Regions from separate parts of the Mus musculus genome. Here region 1 is linked to region 2. Evidence: chromatin contacts called from public promoter capture Hi-C data. All regions are on one chromosome and are shown on one strand. The core of a region is the stretch at or near the end of the contact, and the rest is flanking DNA. Distances in the headings are between cores, read along the strand shown.

The links. Promoter capture Hi-C pulls out the DNA fragments that hold promoters and counts their contacts.
Region 1: a contact with region 2 is called in a promoter capture Hi-C map of pre-B cells, with 3 times the contacts expected there. A contact is called at or near these places in 3 of 39 promoter capture datasets (hippocampal neurons, liver and pre-B cells).

What each region holds. Positions count from the first base shown.
Region 1 is chr19:34,163,393-34,167,565 of GRCm38.p6, reverse strand. Ankrd22 (ankyrin repeat domain 22) reads left to right here and starts at 1,525. Exons shown (of 6, transcript NM_024204.6): 1 at 1,525-1,811. The coding sequence starts at 1,791.
Region 2 is chr19:32,386,813-32,391,017 of GRCm38.p6, reverse strand. 2700046G09Rik (RIKEN cDNA 2700046G09 gene) reads right to left here and starts at 1,802. Exons shown (of 2, transcript NR_033198.1): 1 at 1,642-1,802; 2 at 1-1,313. Sgms1 (sphingomyelin synthase 1) reads left to right here and starts at 2,506. Exons shown (of 10, transcript NM_144792.5): 1 at 2,506-2,798.

The sequences.
Region 1 (4,173 bases), core at 276-2,775, 1.8 Mb before region 2:
GCATATTTTCATATCATCCTTTATTACTAATATAACAAATCCACAAGGTATAACAGCTTTACTGGAAGCAATCCGTGAAAAGTTCTTTTTTCCATGTGACAAGCACAAATTGGAGTAATCTTAATTATTAATATCCTCAGATCACACATGATATGTCACATATATGATATGTGTATATGTAGTTTACAGAATGACTATGGATAGTTTAAAAGGCTGTTCAATGAGTTAGAAGTTTGAAAACTGCCATCAGATAGTCTATACAGGAAGACCCTGTGGTGGTGGTAGATATAGGCTATAGGGTTGGAGTAGAGCTTCAGAGATGAGACATGGGACCTAGGCCACAGAGTCGGGAGAGCAAAAGGTAGGAGTAGGCCCACACTAATGATAGGGAGATGAGTGGATAGAAATTTGCTGTTGTCTGCATCAATAATAAGGAGTGAGCTAAGGTGATGTCCTGGGGACAATCAAGAGTTCTGTTTCCATTGGTCTCTTCATAAACAGGGCAGGAGGTCAGATGGATGCTCTTTGAGGCATCACCATCCATCCAGGTGAGAGTGTAGCATCCATTCCTCAGTTTGGAGTGTCTGCTAAGTCCCCAACCTACTCCTCCGATCATGATCATAATATGCCCATGTGTTTCTGCGATCCCAGTTCACAGCGACCAATGTGCCTTTCCTCCTTTAAGGAGTAAACTACTTTTCAGTTAGGGCCTCTCAGGTCATGTCAGACAGCTGCTGTTGCTCCTGTGTCCAGCAAGATGAACAGTCATCCGCCATTCTCACAATGGAGTCAAATGTTGCTTGTAAACTGAAATCTGTCAGGGCAAGGCACGGTCTGAATAAAACAAGTGTCACACAACACAAAAGAACTTTGAGCAGGGTTTCAGCTGTTCCCTACAGCACCACGATAAGAGATTATAGTAGCGATGACTGCAGGCACAGAAGGTGCTAGTGGCAGCGGAGGAGGCTGAGTCACAGGTACCACAACAGATATAGCAGGAGTCAGGCCTGGTGCTCCACAGCACCTCAGAGTGATCTACTTTGCATCTTTTTTACTTATAAAAAAAGTATGAGAGAGGACTTTGAAGGTTCTCAGAAGAATGACATTAAAACATATAGAAATGCTAATTACTCTCACTTGACCATTATATATAATACTTTTTGAATTATCATATAATACTGAATACATGTGTATAATTACCACACATCAATTAAAATAATTAAAAAAACTATTAAGTTAAGTTTAATTTATTAACTTACAGGGCCCTTTAAGTGTCTGGGGGAAAGGTGTAACTTGCTAGCCATGACTTTAAGGATTATTTACCTAACTAGATCCCGTGACTCTCACTAATGAGTTGGCTGACTATGATGGCCACTGAATGCTGGATTTCAATTCAGAAATTGCGTAAGTACAGAGTCCTGTTTTGAACTCTTCCTGCTGGCCTAAGAAGTTCCTCCTCCCAGCACCCCACCTGTGCTTCCTTTTTTACTGCCGCCTCCACTGGCAGAGGTACATGACTCAGAAACCGGTTCCCCTGGCTGTAACAGTGATACAGCTGGGATCATTACCTGTAAGCCAATGCCTTCTCTTCATAGCCTGTCTCTCTACAAGGTGTGTTGCTGTCACAGACTGCTGAAAAGGCATTCCCAGGTGTGGAAAGAGAGGGCTCGCCACCAGCTTGGACTTCCAGGGACCTTATTTTCCTGGAAGAAATTTAATATTAATTAGAAACGCCTCTAGAAGATTCACTACTGCATTGTAGAGAGGGTGCGAATCCAGGAAGGACCGGGATGGGAATCCTATATTCTGAGGTAAGTCATAATTCTGAACATAGGAGTCCGAAGGGGCTAAAAATTTCTTTTGTTTTTCCACGATTAATTGTCTATCCCTGTTATCATGACTTATTTTCAATTCTATTTAGTGTTCCTTGTGAGTATTAAGTCAGGAAAGATCTCTTGTGATCCTAAGATATTTAGGGTTTATTTTTTGTTTTGCTTTGTTTGTTTTGGTATCTTAACACAAGTTAGACTGAAATAATAAGTTTTAGCTAGACTCAAGTTGAGAGTGATGGGATACATATTTTCTGACATCCTAATTGCAGAGGTGATACCGAAAAACGGGGCTGTAGCTATATTGTGTCTCAGTGAAATACACGAGGGCAAGAGAAACTCATACCTAATTGGATTTTCTAAAAAGCCAAATGATTGGCAAGCTTTTCATGGAACCCATGACTACAACAACACCTTGAAGCTTATTATGTGGAAGGAAGTTCACCTTTGGCAATTATTAATATAGGTTATCACCGTATAGACACAATGACAGGAAGTACCGCTTTGATATCTGGACTATTTCCTCTTGATAGCTGTCAGGACATTTTTCTACATTGAACATAGCTTACTACAATCAAATACATTTTCAATGTTTCAAAGGGTGATGTTTGAATAAGAGTATCAGAGGCACAGTAATGTTGTTGTGGTAGTGGTTCTTCTTCTTCTTCTTCTTCTTCTTCTTCTTCTTCTTCTTCTTCTTCTTCTTCTTCTTCTCCTTCTTCTCCTTCTCCTTCTCCTTCTCCTTCTCCTTCTCCTTCTCCTTCTCCTTCTCCTTCTTCTTCTTCTTCTTCTTCTTCTCCTCTCATTATTATTATTATCATTATTATTATTCATAACTTACTCCTTGTCTGACATAATTAACTTGCTAATCAGCATTCCATTCTCTAAGCTCAAGGGAGCCTCATTGATTTGGATCTGCTAGCATGAAAGGTGGTTGTTTGGTGCCTGCTTCCAATGAACATGTGCAAGCATGAATTTGCGACTGTGTGCACTTAAGTGTGTGAGTGCCTTTACTAAAGGCATTGTCTGCTTATTTCACCGTCCTGGGAATATCTTGCTCTGTGATTTTGATCTCACCAAGAAGTCACGTACATATGAGGATGTTAAAAGATATAATGTGAATTAACATTCTACTCTGGTAAATTTTCTAAGTGTCAGGGAGAGAAAATCATTCATAGTGAATTCTCTAGGACACTCACTCCAGAGTTCTGACTCACCTCATGTAGGGTCCACAAAACTAGTTTTGACAAGAATTCCAGCCATAACCTGTTCACCACCATCCTGAAAGTCAGAACTCCTGCTCAGGGTGGCTTTCTTTTTAGACTTTTATGTGCATGGAGATGAGCCCAATCTTGTTTAAGTGTAGATTAAAATCATGCATTGTGGCCCCCTAATTCTCTGTATATGTGGATGGTCCCTTAAACAGTACTATGGTTAGCCTAGGTTGTGGGGACAGCTGCAGTTTTTTGTGACTACCAGAGAACCGAGCAGTGCAATTACATGTCAGTTTGGTGTTGATTTGTCAAGCAAGGCAAGTTTAGGCCAGGTTAGGCACGTTTAAGTACTTCCAAGAAGAGCTGATAATTGCTCCCAAAGTGACATCAATATTTAACTTTTCAGCTATGTCAATGACAAAATAAGTTGGAGGTTTTTTTTTTTTTTTTTTTTTTTTAATTCTGTTGCATTGTTTTTTAAACGAAAGATTCATTTAGTTCACTACAAGGGACCTAGGACTGGGGCACAACATATAGTAACATGAACGTTTCTATAAAATCTTAAAAGTACACCCCTATACACACACCACTAAAGGATCCCATAGGTAATTCTTCAAAGCTCAAGGTTAGTATTGATCACAAACAGTGTGTGATAGGTTATTTCTCCACTGGTGAAATGAGCCAATTCAAGTCAGACTAAAATATACTATTAGGAAACTGCTCTGGGCACGTTCACTGGCCCCAAGGATTGAGGCCAGGGAGTCGCCATAGAAGAGGGGGGCTGAGGGGGAAGAGAAAGAGAAAGGATGCCTGCATAGATAGAGAGGAGGAGGAGGAGGAGGAGGAGGAGGAGGAGGAGGGAGACCAAAATGTCTGGCTTATATAAGGAAGAACCTGGGGGGGGGGGTGCATGGGGGAAGGGCAGCCCAGTACCTGGACTGGAAAGTTCAGGGTTGGAGGCAGGGTATGCCGGGTAGGGACTGAGGGATGCTGAGAAAACCTGGAGGTCAAATCTGCTTTGATATGTAAAATATGCATCTCAGTCCCTGTCCTAGATCTGAGGACAGCCAGGGCTATACAGAGAAACCCTGTCTCAAAAACAAACAAACAAACAAAACAAAACAAAACAA
Region 2 (4,205 bases), core at 553-3,052:
CTAGGGTTCTCTTCAAGACCAGCAAGTACTCGTAACTGCTGAGCTACCTCTCCAGCCTCCTGTTAAGGTTCTTCATGGTTTAGTGGACTAGAAAAGGAACATTTCATCTTGATTATTATTATTTTTTGTACAGTGACTGACTTAAAAGTATGCCAACTCTGAAGCATCTCTTATGACCACGCCATTCAAGTTACTTTCAAGGCGAGGATTTCTCTCTAGATTACCATCCCTATATTTACTTAAAGCTCTGTTATGTATATTTTATGTGTGCCTTTTCTAAGAACCACTTTCTGAAATTGGAGTGAAATTTGGAGTATAAAATACTTGTATACTCTGCCCTTTTCATGTATTAGGAATACTCCTAAAACTTTCATAGAAAAATGTTTTCTTTTTCCTAAAAAACATTTCAAAGATACAGGGAGGGGGGAGGGGAAGAAAAACTAAACTAACTCTAATGCCTGGGACACACTTGTAACAAGTGTGTGTGGGGTGGGGAGGGAGAATTTTAAAGTCTGGATTCCATGACCTGCCAGGCAGCAGCTCGCTTGCTTTGACCTTGGTTACAGCAAATGCAAAGTAACACTGCAAAGAGCCAGCGGCTGTCCAGTACTTACTTCAAGACAGCAAGCCTCCTTTTTTTCCCTCTTAGGTGCAAACTGATGAAAATAACCAGCGGGGCTACTATAATCTCAGCCACTCCCTTGCTCTTGGTTGACACTCAAATAGAGCAGGTTAGTGGGTTGTCATTTAAAAGCAGTATGCGTCAGGCCACCCTTTCTTATCTCCCTGAGAAGTGCGATAGCATAGTGTCCTAAGGTGAAGAGGCCGGAGGTGCAGGAGAGGACAAGACCTTTAAGAGCTCACACAGGAGCAGACACATTTTAAATCCGATTTTTCACTGTATTTGGGGACAGAGGACGCTAAATTTTCAGCACCATACACGAAAAAGGGTCTCTACTGCTTAGGGAAAGCGGCCATCAGATTCACCTTGGGAGCTTGTTAACCAGGTTTCAGGACCGACCCCACTAGTGGCGTTTCTGATTCTGTAGGTTTAGGTGTGGTCGTGAATGTGTCGTTCTAACGAATTCTCGGGTAATGAGGATGCGGGCCCAGAGATTCCAGGACCCCAGGTGACACCATCACCATCCAAGCTAACCAGCAGCAGGAGAAAAGCATGGAGGAGAGCGACGGCTGTCCAAACATCTTTCGCCACCTTCATCCTCCGTCGCCGGGAATGGGTCAGAACAGGGAAGCAGCAGGAGGAGCGATGCCAGCGCCTTAGGAACGGGAACTCCTCTTCCCAACTTCCGCCCCTGGGGAAAAGCAGAAGCCATCAGCTCCAAGAGAGCGGCTCTCCAATTCTTAGCCGTTAGGTTCTGGCTCTGGAGACAGCCGGTCCTCCCGGTGTCACCGGCGTCGCAGTACCCTCGCTGTACCCCCGCTGTAGACTGGCGGACTGCATGCAGGTGAGGGCGGGGGCCTGTGCCTGGTGGGGAGGCAAATGGACTAGAGTCTGCCCGGATCCCGGACCCTTCTTCGTCTACGGCCCCGGAGAGCTGAAGATGGCTGCCCCGGAGCTCCGCGGACAGTCACGTGTCTCGCAGGCACGGCCGTTCCCCCCTCCCCGCCCCCAGACCAGACCCTGCAGGGTAGCGCGTCCCGGGCGACCCATGCCACGGTGGTACGAGCGGTCGGCCCAGAAGGCCGGAGCTACTGGAGGCTGCTGTCTCTGCCGCGAGATCACCGTCCTGGTACCGGGTTCCACTGCCCGAGCTGGAGATCTGCCGGCGACCCGCACCCCGTGGGGCCATTGGGCATGCGCAGTGCTCCGGCCCTGGTGCGGCGCTCTCCAGGTTTTCGCCGCAGCTCCGAGAGGCGGCGGGAGGTGGGGCCCGGACGGACTAGGGGGGAGGGCCCGGTTCTTCCCGAGAACTCCTGGGCCTTCACGCTGCCTGGGGCTGCGCGATTTAGGAAGCCTGCAGACCCCTGATTTGGGGGGGGGGGGGGGGGGGAGATGGTGGTTTTAAGGATTAGAGCTTCGGAAAAATGTCCCGAAGAGTTTGAGGTTCATCCATTTTAAATGATCAATCATAAGGGAGTCACAAGTGTCGCAGCTCTTGGGCTTGGTGGGAAAGAAAATGCCAGTGTAGTTCGCCAACAGCTGTCCCCGTAGGTAGTTTCACCAAGGCTGAGTTTGTGTCCCCAACCTTCTAGCCGCCTTTTGCCGCACAACTCTCGGGCTGGCTCCTAATAGGGCTTCTGATCCCGGAGGATGAAACCCACCATCTTTCTCTTCTCGTGGTTGGGGGGTGGTGGGGGCGAAAGGGAACCGCATCTCCAGTTCCCGTTTCTAGAAACAAAAAGGACTCCCCCCCCCCCCCGTCCCCACCCCCAGCACACCCCACGGCCAGCTGTCCTGCGGGACTCAGCTGGGTCCCTGGTCGAGCGTCCGCGGTCCCCGCCCCCTGGCCGCCGGGAACACCCGGAGGAACGGACTGGCGTCGCGCGGGAAGCCGACCCGGCTCCGCCGCGGACTGGGCATGCTCGGCAGCCCGAGGTTCCAAGTCAGAAGCCTTCTCGCCAGCTCGGCGGCGGCCGGAGCAGCGGCGGCGGGCTGCCGGCTGGACGGGAGCAGGGAGAGCCGGTTCGGGCGGGCTGCTCGTCCCGGGAGCCTGGCACGCGGACGGGAGAGCGGGATCGGGTGCAGAGTCCGCACGCCGCCCTGCCCCGGTTTCGTTCCGCGGCGCGGGGCTCGGCGCGTGGAAAGAATTCCGGCGGCTGCCACGACTCGCGTGCAAGTGAGTCGCGGGGCGGGGGTGGAGGGCCGGCCTCCGGGTCGCGAGCGGCTGGATCTGACCCGAGTCTCTCGGGCCAGGCCTGACCTCGGTTGACGGCGGGCGGGCAGCCGGGGCGAGGGGGCGTGAGCGCATACCGCGCGGTGTCGCGCGTACCTGGCGTGCGGTCCCCCGCGGCCGCTCGTGGGGGTGGGCGCGGGGGAGCGCTCTGGCGGCCGCGATCCCGGCTCCGAGGGGGCGGGCCGCCGGCGGGGCTCCCCCGCCAACTTGGGCGGGGAGGAAGGAGGAGGCGTCCGTGGGCACCTTTCCGAGGTGCTGCGTGCGGGCTGGAAGGCTGCCTGGTGTCACATTGAGGCGAGCGGACGGTAGCGGGGCCTGAGAGCCCGGGACTGAGGACCTTTCCAGGTGGAAGCCAGCCAGAGGTCCCGTAGTGCTTAGGGGTGGACCCCCAAAATCACAGCCCCACCCCCACAACCCTGGGCGGCAGAGTGACAGTTGGTACCTCCTGGCCTGATCGCAGCGGGGCCAAGAGTCCGCGGCTTTGGGATTCCCTTCAGCACGGCCCCTCGATGACCCCCAACGGCATAACAGGTGGGACCCCCCTTCCCGGAGGAGCGAGCCCCTTCCTTCCCAGGCGGTGTAACAGCCCCTGGCTCGCGACTATTCTGAGACCCCGCGTGTCCTCACCGCGTGGGGGTGTTAAAGGGTAAGGCCTGCAGGGGCATCTGCGTAGCTCTGGACGCGGTTCGTCCAGAGAATGAGGGGTCTGAGTGATCATAGGCGACTTGTCAAGGGCACATCAGTGGTAGCAGCGCTGCCTCTGCCCGGATTTTAAACCCACACTCCAACTGTCTTCCTTTGGTGGCCCCGGTGTCCTGGTCCATCTAACGGATTCTGGATAATGCTTGATCCTTTTTGACTGCCGGGCTAACAGTCGGGGTGGAGGATGCTATTGACCTGGGGAGCTGAGAGAATCCGGGCAGGTGCTTCTCGGATGTTTCATTTCACCTTCAGACAGGACCGAGTTCAGCGCTACACACATAAAAAAGACAGAAGGCTGGTTTCTGACGGGAAGTTTATTTTCAGTGTTCTGAGGCCTGCCTTCTGTCATCGCTTTCCTGAAATTTACCTTCTTCAGATTGGGGGTGTTTCTAGTTGGCTACCTGGTTATGGAAGTCGTGAATGCCTGTCTTGGTGTGCTGTCTGTCAACTCCTTACGCCTTGCCTTCTGGCACTAGGGGCTGAACATCAGCAGGGGTGGGGGCCAAGGGAGCAGAAAGGAGTGAGATTGATGAGGTCTGATCCTGGTGGAAGTTGCCTTCGATTTGGGAGGCAGTTTGGGTCTGAGGAGGCAGGGGAGAGGATGTCCAGGCGTTTCATTGGTCAGAGTGTTAAGTGTCCAAGGAAAAA